Linked DNA regions of Zea mays: all the other regions are linked to region 3. A link is a contact called in public Hi-C data. All regions are on one chromosome and are shown on one strand. The core of a region is the stretch at or near the end of the contact, and the rest is flanking DNA. Distances in the headings are between cores, read along the strand shown. Region 1 holds the start of LOC103636683 (3-oxo-Delta(4,5)-steroid 5-beta-reductase). Region 2 holds the start of LOC103636643 (protein argonaute 7). Region 3 holds the start of LOC107275219.

Evidence for each region. Hi-C and Micro-C count contacts between places; a contact is called where the count stands out from the background.
Region 1: a Hi-C map of leaf shows a contact between it and region 3, with 4 times the contacts expected there. The contact joins the promoter of LOC103636683 here to the promoter of LOC107275219 in region 3. A contact is called at or near these places in 3 of 25 Hi-C or Micro-C datasets (bundle sheath, leaf and tassel).
Region 2: a Hi-C map of ear shows a contact between it and region 3, with 2.1 times the contacts expected there. The contact joins the promoter of LOC103636643 here to the promoter of LOC107275219 in region 3. A contact is called at or near these places in 2 of 25 Hi-C or Micro-C datasets (ear and tassel).

Annotation. Positions count from the first base shown.
Region 1 is chr1:76,879,600-76,884,128 of Zm-B73-REFERENCE-NAM-5.0, forward strand. It overlaps LOC103636683 (3-oxo-Delta(4,5)-steroid 5-beta-reductase), which reads right to left and starts at 2,395. Exons shown (of 1, transcript XM_008659038.2): 1 at 935-2,395. The coding sequence starts at 2,330. The coding sequence ends at 1,125.
Region 2 is chr1:76,275,626-76,280,064 of Zm-B73-REFERENCE-NAM-5.0, forward strand. LOC103636643 (protein argonaute 7) reads left to right here and starts at 1,527. Exons shown (of 3, transcript XM_008658998.4): 1 at 1,527-2,599; 2 at 3,446-4,439. The coding sequence starts at 2,212.
Region 3 is chr1:76,607,973-76,612,864 of Zm-B73-REFERENCE-NAM-5.0, forward strand. It overlaps LOC107275219, which reads left to right and starts at 2,828. Exons shown (of 3, transcript NM_001320450.1): 1 at 2,828-3,363; 2 at 3,461-3,562; 3 at 3,655-4,892. The coding sequence starts at 3,017.

The DNA of each region.
Region 1 (4,529 bases), core at 1,145-3,644, 270 kb after region 3:
GAGTTAGTTAGAGATAAGGTTAAGATAGAGTTTAGAGATAAGATAAGATTCGTTATTTAGATAAGATTTGTTAGGGAGCTTGTTAGGCGCCTGCTCTATAAAGGCAGCTAAGGAGTCATTGTTAAGGCAAGCAAAAATTAGATCAAAGAAGTGCAGCTCAAAGCCTTCAAGGGAGGGCGAGTCATATATCTATCTGCTATTCCTTCTACCAATCAATAAACTATATCAATTGTGTTGTACGTAGGATCTTATTTACATACATATTTTAGTGGACATAAAAAAACCAGCGCGCGCAGGGCACACGTTAGACACTAGTATATGACAAACCAGATTTCTTAACCTCTCCGTTGGACTATTATATACTGCATAGTTAACCACTGCCAACACCTCACTCAGTAGTGTCTAGATCAGTGCCACATTTTCAGGAAGATAAGAAAGATCTGTAGTATCCAGTTATATTAATGGAGGGATCATATTTTAGTGATACAACATATGTAAAGTTTTAATGATATGAAAGAGCAAGTTTATACCTAATCTGAACTTCTCCTGATTGTGAATGATAATTCAAGAAAATGTGCATGGTTGGCCTAATCTGAAGCCCTTGACAGGCCCATCCAAATAACCAATATAATGTGATTGCAAGGGAGAGCACCAGGTGGGTGGGGATCTGGTGGATGGATGTCAGGGGATCACCCAACCCTAGCGGGTGGGAAATGTGCATGATTGAGGCCTGATGGTCCCTTTGGCGCCAACGGAATGCCTGTCGAGGTTTGCCCCAATCCACGCCAATCAAGTCCTATCCAGACGAAGCCTGACCGGGGGTTGTTGTCAGTGCAAAGTGGCCACAGCTCCACAGGAATTGGTCTACACAAGTTGCAACATGCAAGTAGCGCGTACAGGGTACTTTGCCGAAGACAAAGAATAACACATTAGATGATTCATCCAGGTAGTACACATGTGAATAGATTCATGTTTATTTCACAATACAAGGGACAGAAGAACAAACGTATTCATCTTTATTTGATTCCTCGGGAACAGTTTGATATATACCTGATACTGAAAAGATGTCGCAGCCAGCGTTATCAAAGAAACTGACCAGTATAAACATCCAATCCAAGGTACATTCAAGGAACAATCTTGCAGGCCTTCATCTTGTCAATCCACTTGTTGAAGGACTTCACTGTGTCGCGGAAGCCGAGGAATCCGTGCTCCTTGCTCTTGTTCATGCTATCCAAAAGCTTCCAGTTGGCGCCATGCTCATAGACCACGACGTCGATAAGCCACCAATCGGCAACGTCGCGGAGGCGTGTCTCCACGAGCCCGTTCTCCCTGACAATCTCCGCCCACACCGCCTCTTTCCCGGCCATGGCCTCCGACACCTTGAACTGCTTCTCCTCGCCGTCGTACCCGGTCCACTCCAGCCCGAAACGAGCGGCGAGTACCGGCCACAGCGTCTTCCAGTTGTAAAGGTCTCCGTTGTTGCTGTTGAACGCCTGGTTCTTGGCCATGGGGTCGACGGCCGCCCAGATGTGCTGCTCGGCGATGAGGTCCGCGTCGGAGGCGTTGCTGAAGCTCTCCCAGGAGCCAAGGCACCCCGGCCAGCGCAGAGCGACCCCCTCCTTGCGGCAGATGGCGGCGTACACGCACAGGCTGCACACGACGTTGAAGAAGCTCCGCGGAGAGAAGCCGAGGATGAGGTTGGGGCGGTGCACGGACCAGCTCACGGCGCCGCCGCGCCGGGAGACTGCGGCGAAGAGGACGTCCTCTTGGTCGTAGTAGAAGTTTGGGCAGTCCAGGCGCGGCACGTCCTCGGTGTAGGGCGGGTCCGGAGTGGGGATCTTGCCAATGAGCTCGAACGGTCCCAGGTAGTGCTTGGTGCCCGTCTGGAGCGAGACGTGGGCGAGGGCGGGGCAGTTGGGGACGACGACGGAGAGGACGTTGCGGAGCATGGCGGAGTTGGCCTCCTGGTTCTCCGCCTCAGTGGCGCGCGGGGACCAGGCGACGTAGAAGACGTGCGTGATGTCGGTGAGCGGCGTGAGGGCCTCGGCGACGGCGGCGAAGTCGGTGAGATCGACGTGTATGTGTGTCAGCGAGGAGGATGACGGCAGGGACCAGGGCGGTGGTGGACGGCGGGAGAGCGCGTATACCTTCCATGGCCCGCCGGGGGTGTCCGACCGTGGGAGGATGTCCACGAGGGAGGCGCCTACTATGCCGGTGGAGCCAACGACGAGGGCCACGCTCTGGAAGGAATGCTCAGGCACGCCGGCGAGCTCATCTTTGCGCTCTCTGACTGCGCCGACAGACCGTGTCCACCACCAGCTCAAGCTCATTGCTGTACGCCGACCAAAAAACCTGCAGATTCAAGGGGAGCAGGAATTGCAGGTGCAGCGTGCAGGTCTAGAACATTTATTTATATATCCGGCTGCCTCTCTTGTCGACTTACTGTTTGCACATGGTCATATAAAACACTATTTTATACAATATATCTGTATACTATACGGTTTATATAAAACAAAGTTTAAAATAGCGGGTGTTAGTCTTTTTGAACCAAACACCAACGATCATTTGTCCCGCAGGGAAGAGACCTTGGGATCACTCTAGGGCCGGAGCGTGGACCATCCGCGCTAGGTCATTGGATCGTACGCGACTCTGCGCTGGGAGATCCGCTCTTTTCTGCAAGCATGCATAATGTTAGTGTGGAGGTAGCGATCGATCCGCGAGGGTGCGGAGGGCTTCGTGAATTTCCCGCAAACCCTAGATTTTGCCTCCCGGGATGTACCCCGTCAATAGGAAAGATCCTATATATAGTTGCGTTGGGATCTGCAGGCCACCCAAGACGCCTCTAACGACGTAGAACCAAAGGGAGGTGAATATTTAGGTCGAGAAATACTAAAACTAAGACTAAATTACTCCTACTCCCAATGCATAACGTAAAGTTTGTTTGATAGATCGGTTGTTGTGTGTTTCAATCGACCATACCCCTCTTCATATATATAATAGGGGGAGGTCTGGACCCATTCCTAGGCGATTTCTAATAGTTTTCCAGCGAGATTTGTTAGGATAATCACGCAAGGGATAAGGATTCTAGTCATAATTAATCTAATCGCGGATCATCCAGGCTATCACGCGGAACATTTGTAGTTCGGACCGTCCGAGCCACAAGACTGGACCAATCGGACATCTAGGTGCCAATCTTGTTCTCAACACATGCCCCTGCCTTTTAGTGGAGCTTAGCGAATCAAAAGCAATTGGTACAAGCTTTCTAATCAATAAAACTCGATGTGAGAACATCGATCTTCTCAACATCTTACCATACACTAGGATGTTATTGCTTTAGAAAACAACCATTTAATGCCTTATATAACTTCTCACCTTTCAATGTTTGCAGCATGTACGCATTACCAGATATTACATGTGTGACTCTGTAAGGCCTTCCACAACTTGGGGACGATTTGCCAAATTTTTGGACTCTGCTCCTTAATGGCAAGATTGTCTTTCAGATTAGATCTTCGACCTGGAATGACTTAGTCTTTACCTTCTTATTATAGGCTTTGTCAACTATAAGCTTGTCTTTCTCAATCTCTTTTAGATCCATCATCCTCTTGTCTATCACCTCATCAATATTGTACATCATCAAGCCATGATATTCAACGACAGATAGATCATTTTTCCTATCAAATCTGATAGCATTCATGCCCATACATAAGCTCAAAAGGAGAAACCTTAGTAGCACGATGTTTATATATTCTATGATCCCACAAGGCCTCAGACAAAAATTTAAGACAATGCCTAGGATGATCAGATATTTACTTTTTAATAATACTAATCAATGTCCTATTACTTAACTCGGCATGGCGAGTGGCCTGAGCATAATATAGAGATGAAATAAACAACTTAACCCTATTTGATTCATCAAACTCACGAACCTCTATGGACATAAAAGAAGTCCCTTGATCCGTAGTCAAAGTTTGGGAAATGCCAAATCTATGGATAATATGCTCAGTCACAAACTCAATCACCTCCTAGTGTGTCATATTCTTCAAGGCAACAACTTTGGTCCATTTGGTGAAATAGTTAGTAGCTGGTAATACAACCCTATGCTCCTTGGACGATAATGGATGAATTTCGCCCACAAAGTTCAAACTCTAGCCTCTAAAGGGGCAAGGCTTGATAATGAGATGTAATTCGGCAGCAGGAACCATTTATAAATAACCGATTTTTTACACACTTGACATCCTTTGTAGTACTTAAAACAATCAACAAACATACTAGGCCAATAAAACCCAGACCTTCTAAAAAGCCATTTCATTTTTGAAGCCAATTGGTGAGTACCATAAATGGCTTCACGTACTACTTCAGCCATGGCTAATACAGCACCATCAGAGTTCAAGCATCTAAGCATAACTTCGGTATGAGTTCTACGGTAAAGTTCATTATTTATGAGATCATATATACTTAAAAGATGTTTGTCGTCTTCGTCGGCCACGAGATGTGCTTCTGCCAGTAGTGCAGCAGGTATATTCAACAAT
Region 2 (4,439 bases), core at 277-2,776, 330 kb before region 3:
AGCTAAAATGCAAAAAAGTTGGCCAAGCACATCCATCCTTCTGCTAGATAAACACATGTTGTTGCTTTCTCCTCTGACTATTAGCAAAGGCTCCTGACCACCTGTTGCTGAGCGGTGTTTTATTTAACAAGTACTCCTACGTTGGCAGCTACTGCTTTTCTCCATACCAAGATTTTTTTTTCTAACTCTCAGCATCGGTTCGGTGGTGCAATGGCAAAATCAAGGCTCTAGAAGCATGGTTCTTCGCTGAGACCAAAGCAGGGTAAAGACGATAGCTCCTTTCCCACCCTCTTGTCTGCACAGGCGATTTGGGGGAAGGCAAAGGCGGCAGTACAAGAGCTGCTCTTTTATGCTACTGTTGGGGGGCAACCACAGCCACAACCATTCCATTCAATGCAGAGAAGCGAGTTTTTATACGGGCAGGCACCAATGTCCCTTTTACTTCTCTTCTCAGAGTTGTGGTAGCCATCTCCCTCCCTCCATCCACATCCACATCCACATCCACATCCACACGTCTCGGTAAAAGTGAACATGGAAAGATTTCACCTTTCGGTGCAACCTGCATGGCTTCCTATGTTCATTCAGGTCAAAAGGGTCAGACAAGTGGGAGAAACTCTGGCCTGCACACTGTTCAGTCCAATGATGCATGTCATGTCTTCGTATATGCAATTTGGCTGGCTGGCTGTTGTGCGCAATGCTGAATGCTCTCACTGAATTCCTGTTACTGAAAAAAACAATCTTTAGTTTGCCATCTACTACTACTAGTAATCAAAATGAGGATAATCTAGTGTATGTTAAAAGGTCGTTGCGCCTAGTTTTGGTCAGTGTTCTGTTGACTAGTACTACTGTACTATCTTTTTTTTTTTCCCTAACGGAGCATCGGTGGAGAGGCAGAGATTCATAATGGCAAGGATTCTCAGCAAATCCCTAGATGGCTTCAGTACATTGATGGAGACGGGCTAATCTATGAGCTGACTCTCTTCAGCCTACTACTGCTACTACTACAAAGCGGGGTAGAGCGTAGGAAGGGAGGGAGCCAGCCAAGCCTCACAGCAAAGCGAGGACCAAGAAACCTACTACCAAAGTGGATTTCATCATGCCCTCGGCTCACACCTTTTTCTTCTCTTTGTAAAAAAGGTTTGGAAAAAAGACCAAAAAACAAAGGATGGAATCTTCGTACCAAAAAGAATCACATCTCCACTTGAAAACCAGGTCGTTGTATTCTAGCGTGTGAATAAAAATTTTGCCTTTTTTCTTTGAGAAAAAAAAACCTCTTGCATATCAATGTATAAAAAGCGTACCTTGATTGGCCAAATTTTCATGTAACTATCATTTTTTTACAAGGAAAAAAATGACTTTATATCACAAGGTGGAGGGAATATTGTTTTTTTTATGAATAGTTAAGTGAAATAGCTAATGTACAACTTACATCCTAGTTGCAGAACATATTTATTTTAGTTCTATTAATAATATTTTATGTTATAACTATTGATATTTTTATCTATAGTTAGTTAAATTTCAAGATACTATAGAACACGGGATTGTGTTAGAACTGGATTTTTTTCGAGCACGGAGCGAGATGCAGCGTAGTAGAGTCGGTGTCTTTAGTGCGGCATTAAATTATCCCCCCTCCAACATTGAGAATCTGGGAAGACGGGGCAGCAGGAGCGCAGCAGGAATGCAGAATGGAGGAAGAAACTTTTAATGGCGCAGCGCAGGCGCAGCGAGCAAAGGGAGAGGAGCACAGCATGGATGGCACAGTTCGCTGAGGCAAAGGAGTGCACAGGCATAGTAGCCACAGCGCAGCGGTGCTCAGCGTTTATCGTAGAGATGCTCCTCCTCCTTCCTTCCCTCCCCTCGGCTTCTCTCCTGTCCCCCACCTCTGCGCCTGCCATACCATTAATACCTCCTCCAGTCCTCTCTCTCTCTCTCAGCAGAGGCAGAGGCAGCCATCCATCCCCTTCCGAGTTCCGCCCCACTCTTCCCCTCTCCAGCTTCCTCCTTTTTGCCCCCCTACCTTCCAACCATCCAAGAAACCCACACAAGGCCAACCCACGCCCACGCCGCGCCGCGCCACGCCAAAAGGAGCCCAAGAAGCTGTGATCCTGCTGCCCCGGAAGAAGCTGCGCAGCAGTACCAAGTAGTACGAACAAATTGGACCGGGGTAGCGCTTACTTCCCGCTGCCCGGTGGCAGCAGCAGAAACTCGGCCATGGAGGGGGAAGCGGTGCCCAAGAACGAGAGGAAGGCCGGCGGCGGCGGCGGCGGAGGCGTTAGCAATGACGGTGGCGCGAGCGCGAATGCGAGGAGGAGGTGGAAGGGCGGAGGCGGCAGGCATCACCCGATCATCCAGGCCTACCCGGCGCTCCTGCCGTTGCCGCTACACGCGCGTCGCAACGGCATCATCGCGCTGCCGCTGCCGCCGCCCGTGCTGGTCTACTTGCACCAGCCGCCGCCGCCGCCGCTGCTGTTCCCCAAGGTGCCGGCGTGCTACGGGAAGCCCACCGGCCCCCCGCTGCTTAGGGGGCCGCCGTGGAGATCGAGGAAGCCGCCGCCGCCGCCGCACGCCGTCACCGCCGCGCTGCTGCCGCTACCGCACGGTAAAGCGCTATCCTTTGATTACTTCCCCTCCTGGCTACTACTACACCGGTCTCATGGCGTGTGTTTTTATATGCTTAATGCCACTCCTTGTTAGTGCTGTTGCTTTCTTGATCGATGTGTGCGGTGTGCTGCTACTTCCTATAGCTCTAATGGTTTTTTAATGGCCGATAGTGAGGGTGCTTAGATACTAGTACCAAAGAATATAGTTTCTCCTCTTAATGTTTGATCCCTAATGGCTTGTCATGCCGAGGTAATGCGGCACAGTGACTTTTAGGTGCAATTCTACTGTAGTACCAGATAGCCAAACAAGTCCTGCCATTTTGTACCCTTGGTGGCTTGTGATTTCATGGATTCATGCTTAGAACTACGCATCATTGTTTTTTTCCTTCTCTTGCACTGTTTTTTCTCTCTCGCGAATTTGGACTGAAACTGTTCTTGGGAAAAAGGAGAGCGCAAGAATGTTTAATGAGACACAGACAAAGTTCTATTTGCGGTACTGTGGCTGACGCCTTTCCTGTTTTGACGGTTAGTCCCCTTTCCCCTCCTCAGAAGGGGGCATATGGCTATGGCCGTCTCTTTACTAGGGAGGATTTGTGATCCACTAATGCGCCAGTGGTCTTTCTTTCCCATTGAGACAGACATGTTCCATTTTTTTGGACTCTTTGTGTTTTGCTGTACACTTTCTGCATTACTTGTTCTAAAGTGAGAATTTTCAGGGCAAACGTGTGCCTCCTTTTTGACCTGGCAATATTTTATTTTATATATGGTGCAAATCACCTAACGATGTGGTTGCTCAAATTTGTCTTTTTCTTTGCACGGCTCTGACGATACCAATTTATTAACAGATACCGAGCTGATTCAGCACAAGTGCTTCATTCACGAGAACCAAACATCAGAAACGAAGCCAAATCATCTGAGCACCCATCACAACTCATCCACCACCGTGCATGGAGTTACCGTTGCGACCAGACCAGACAGTGGCGGTGTTGGGGGGACTGCAATTCCTCTCTACGCAAACCATTTCCTCGTGCGTTTCGATCCCGGGCAGAAGATCTTTCATTACGATGTCGACATATCCCCGCACCCGTCAAAAGAAACGGCGAGAATGATCAAGAACAAGCTAGTTGAGGAAAACTCAAATGTCCTCTCGGGCGCCCTTCCGGCCTTCGATGGCCGCAAGAATCTATTTAGTCCCATTGAGTTTCAACAGGACAGGCTTGAATTCTTCGTTAGCCTTCCAGCAGCTGCATCAACAAGGTTTATAGCAGCTAAAGAGAATGCCCACATGGTTGACAGGCACAACCATAAGGTTTTCAGGGTGAACCTTCGGTTGGTTTCGAAGCTGAGCGGCGAGGACTTGAACAAGTATTTGAATGAAGAGAAGGATGGCATTCCTCTTCCTCAAGACTACCTTCATGCACTGGATGTCATCCTGAGGGAAGGCGCTATGGAGAAATCTATTCCCATAGGCCGGTCTTTGTATTCGCGTTCCATGGGAGAGGCGAAGGAGATTGGTGGTGGAGCTGTCGTGTTACGAGGTTTCTTCCAGAGCTTGAGGCCAACGAAGCAAGGTCTTGCCCTCAATGTTGACCTCTCGCTTACAGCGTTCCATGAAAATACGGGCATAATCGCATACTTGCAGAAGCGCTGTGACTTTATGAAGGACCTTTCGCAGGTGAAGACTAGGGCATTGGCGGTAGATGAGAGGAGGGAGGTGGAGAAAGCATTGAAGAACATCCGAGTTTTCGTGTGCCACCGTGAAACTGACCAAAGGTACCATGTGCATGGCCTGACCGAGGAGACAACGGAGAACCTCAAGTTCCGAGACCGCAGCGGCAA
Region 3 (4,892 bases), core at 1,578-4,077:
GTAAATAAAATTTGGCAACAATTAACGGAATTGAACTCACCTCCACATGCCGGTATATTGAATGTGAGGGCGAGAGAAGCGGCAAACGGCCACGGAGTCGACAGGTATGCACTCAAGCTAGGAGGGGCCGTCCACGGATCCATCTGTACGTACGTGTGCGTCACATTCATGAACCGGCCGGACGGGATCTCGCAGACACGCGCAGGGGTAGCTCAGTAGCTGCTTGTAACAACAACTGGTCACCATTTATAGTGCATGCATGCATGCCCCCCCCCCCCCCCCCCCCCCCCCCCCCCCCCCCCCAACACCCCCCAGAACTATATATTCTGTACTGCATGCATGTAAACTGACGATGAGCCACAGCGGCATTATTCATAATTAAGCTGACGATGCAACCAAACAGCAGGAGCACGATGCGTGCTGCGTGCATGCACGCAGGCCACGTAGCGGCCGGCCGGCCGGCCGGCCTCCATTAAATGTTTGCATGCAGTGTGCTTGTGTGTGCGCTGCTGCCGCTGCTGGGCGCGCGCGTGGGGCGGTGCACCGGATCGATCGGAGCTAGTATTCCCTACAACGTGCAGGGATCCCGGTCTCCGATCCCATGCGTACGCCCCCACCACAGGAGTCGGCGCAGGAGTCGCCGGCCGGTGCTGCGTCGTGCGTGCGTGTGGCAATGCAAGCAAAGTCCCAGCCCAGGGGCCAGCGGCCGGGTTGAAAACCCTCCTCCGGCCTGCCTGCATGTTGCAATATACAAGGCGCGCGGCCGGGTGATTCGAAGCTTCATTCCTGCTTCCGGGCGCTGCCATGGGAATCTCTCTGGCGATCGAGCCAGACAGGCCCAGCCATATATTCCGAGCTAGTGGGGGGGATACCAGTAGCTAGGCAGTATAGCTACCTCTATCTAGATCAGTAGCTAGCTCCGCACTGGATCTGGATTCTCGAACGTATCTTAATTACATATGCATGAGATGCATTGTTTTGACTCGGATTATATATAATGCGCATCGAAGATGTATCGTCGTCGCGGCAGTGCAGGCACACCGTACCAAGTACCAACACCCCACCAGGCCGGGGGAGAATATCTGCCATCTCCCGCGCGCTTCCGTGCCGTCCGTCCAGCTCCGGCGTACCAGCATGCATGCCGGGCCGCCGATAACCGCAACGTGGGCACATGCGGCCGGCCGGGGGAGCCGCCGGCCGTAGCCCGTATAGCAGAGCTCTCTGCTCATTCACATGGCCAGGCTGCGTAAACCTGAGCTTAATCTTTATCTAACCGCCCACCCAAATAACAATCACACAGCGAATCTAATCTAGCTAACGTCTCCACAATTAATGACGACCCAAACACACACCGCGACGGTCGTCGCGCTAGCTGTGTGTTCTCCTTACTGTGTTTTCTGTGTGGTGTGATGCTCCGTATATATATATGTAGCCGGCGACGCCATGTGAGTGAGGCACAACACTGGCACACTGCACGATACGGCATGACCTGGCTGCCGGCGCCCGTGGAGGAGGTGACCCCGTACCGTACGGGTACGGGTACGGCCACACCGTGGATCGGAAGAGATCATCGAACCGGCCGGCCGGCGGGCACGCGAGCGACGTACGTGCAGCAGCTGCCGGTCTGCCGCCCACCAGTCTCGTGCAAACGTACGATCCTGTTACATGCATGACACTGTCTCGGTGCAGTGGCGGTGCGCTCCCCCAGCTAGCTGATGAATCCCACTCGCCCTGTACTGCAAAAAGGATAGAGAGCAGCAGATCTCTGCCATCCGTTGCCTTTGCCGCGCTAAATACGGCCGGACAAACTAAAGCGCATCGCCGAAAAGGAAAAGCGAAACAGAAATACGTAGTACACGCTAAACAAAAGAACAAAGGCGCGCGGCAGGCAGCAGCGGACAGTGGACACTCCCCCCAGTCCCCACAGTCCCACTGCTCCGGCGCGGGCGGCCTCGGTTCGCAGCGCGCGAAGCAAGGATTATTTGGTGGTCTCTGCGTGTGTGCTGTTGCGATTTGTCCGTGCGGCGGTCTGCTGCTGGCTGCTTCTCGCGTCGACGGGCGGCGGCGGCGAGCTAGGCGGAGTAGTGGAGGACATGTTCCTGTCGACGGCTAGGCTTTTGAGAAACTGCAGACAGCCGGGGCCGGGTCGTGACCGTGGACCGTCGAGAGAGCCGTTTGCACACAATAACGGACCTGCCAAGTGCCATGCCATTCCGCACTGCTGTTTCTCCTCTTCTGGAATATAGAGAGAGTAGAGTACACAGCGCCAGCAGCACAGCCGGAGCCGACTAGCTAGTCATCATGGCCCTACGGATGGGGCTAGCTTCTGCTCCGCTGTACGCCACTCCGCTGCACACTGCGCCTGAACACGTCCCATGTTATCCGGGCGGCACGAGATAAACGCGCAGGAGGCGCGCGGCAGAAGCGAAGAACTAGGCGAGGCGAGCCAGGAGCACAGCGCGCGCACAGGCACAGGCACAGGCACAATGCATGGTCAATGGAAGCCCTTGCCCTCCGCCGCCCGGCCCGCGAACACCTACCTAGGTCTGGGAGGAGATCGCGCGCGCTGCCTGCCTGCCGAGCGCGTGAAGCGCGCCGCATCGCCGGTCGTGGCTCCCGTCCTCCTCCCGGCGGACGCGAGACGCAGCAAGGCCGTGACCTGTCCGGGCCCGACGTGGCCGGGCTTGCCGGGCTGTTGCCCACCTCCCGACGCGACACGGGTCCCCACCCTGCCGCCCCCGGACCCGACACTCCTCGCCGTCACCCCCGTGCCCTCCGCCTCCGCCCCGACTATATAAACCGCCCTCCTCCGCTCCCACCTTCCTCCATCCACACCCATCCTTCCATCCACCATCAGGTCAGGGCATCACACTTCACACAACAACAACAACTCCTCCTCCTCCTCCACCATCAGGGATCGTCTCCACCGCTTGGCTCAACCAACTCCTCTGCTCCTGTTCAATCGACCCCACCTCTCTCGCTCCTATTCCACCGGGATCCCATTTCCATCCGGACGATGGCGGTGATGACCGACATGCCCGCGGCCACGGCGCTGCGCGCGCCGGCGCCGGCCCCGGCGGGCTGCGACGGTCAAAAGGACGCCGAGAAGCTGAGGTTCATCGAGGAGATGACCTCCGACGTCGACGCCGTGCAGGAGCGCGTCCTGGCCGAGATCCTGGCCAGGAACGCCGGGACCGAGTACCTCGCCCGCTGCGGCCTCGCCGGCGCCACGGACCGCGCCGCCTTCCGCGCCAAGGTGCCCGTCGTCACCTACGAGGACCTGCAGCCCGACATCCAGCGCATCGCCAACGGGGACCGCTCGCCCATCCTCTCCGCGCATCCCATCTCCGAGTTCCTCACCAGGTACGCGCATTTTTTTTATTCATTGGGATTTCTGCCTGTGTTAGGTGTTGACGTCGCCTTGTATAATTGGATTCGATCGCTTCCATTCCTAATGAAGCTCTGGGACTTCGGCCGGCGAGCGCAAGCTGATGCCAACTATCAAGGAGGAGCTCGACCGGCGCCAGCTGCTGTACAGCCTCCTTATGCCCGTCATGAACCTGTAATAAGCTCACCATTGCTACTCGTCAGCCAGTAGCGAATTATACTCGCACGGAGGGATGGCATGATGATAATTCGACGTGACACACACAGGTACCTGCCGGGGCTGGACAAGGGCAAGGCGCTCTACTTCCTGTTCGTCAAGTCGGAGACGACGACGCCCGGCGGGCTGACGGCGCGGCCCGTGCTGACGAGCTACTACAAGAGCGAGCACTTCAAGAACCGGCCGTTCGACCCGTACCACGACTACACGAGCCCCACGGCGGCCATCCTGTGCGCCGACGCGTTCCAGAGCATGTACGCGCAGATGGTGTGCGGGCTGTGCCAGCGCCACGACGTGCTCCGCGTGGGCGCCGTCTTCGCGTCGGGCCTGCTGCGCGCCATCCGCTTCCTGCAGCTGCACTGGGAGCAGCTCGCCGACGACATCGAGTCCGGGTCGCTGACCCCGCGCGTGGCCGACCCGTCCGTCCGGGACGCCGTCGCGCGCGTGCTCCGCGGGGACCCGGAGCTGGCGCGCTTCGTCCGCGCCGAGTGCTCCCGCGGCGACTGGGCGGGCATCGTCACCCGCGTGTGGCCCAACACCCGGTACCTGGACGTGATCGTCACCGGCGCGATGCAGCAGTACATCCCCACCCTGGAGTACTACAGCGGCGGCCTCCCCATGGCGTGCACAATGTACGCCTCCTCCGAGTGCTACTTCGGGCTGAACCTCCGGCCCATGTGCCGCCCGTCGGAGGTGTGCTACACCATCATGCCCAACATGGGCTACTTCGAGTTCCTCCCCGTGGACGAGGCGAGCGGCGTGGCCCCCGGCGACGCGGCGCAGCTGGTGGACCTGGCCCGCGTGGAGGCCGGGCGCGAGTACGAGCTGGTGATCACCACGTACGCGGGGCTGTACCGGTACCGCGTCGGCGACATCCTGCGCGTGGCCGGCTTCCACAACGCGGCGCCGCAGTTCCGGTTCGTGCGCCGCAAGAACGTGCTGCTGTCCATCGAGTCCGACAAGACCGACGAGGCGGAGCTGCAGCGCGCCGTGGACCGCGCGTCGGCGCTGCTCCGCGCGCGCTGCGGCGGCGGCGCGGCGGTGGTGGAGTACACGAGCCACGCCTGCACCCGCAGCATCCCGGGCCACTACGTCATCTACTGGGAGCTGCTGGCCACCACCAAGGCCAGCAAGCAGGGGGCGGCGCAGGCCGTGGCGGGCGACGTGCTGGAGCGCTGCTGCCTGGAGATGGAGGAGGCGCTCAACTCGGTGTATCGACAGAGCCGCGTGGCGGACGGATCCATCGGGCCGCTGGAGATCCGGGTGGTCCGGTCGGGCACGTTCGAGG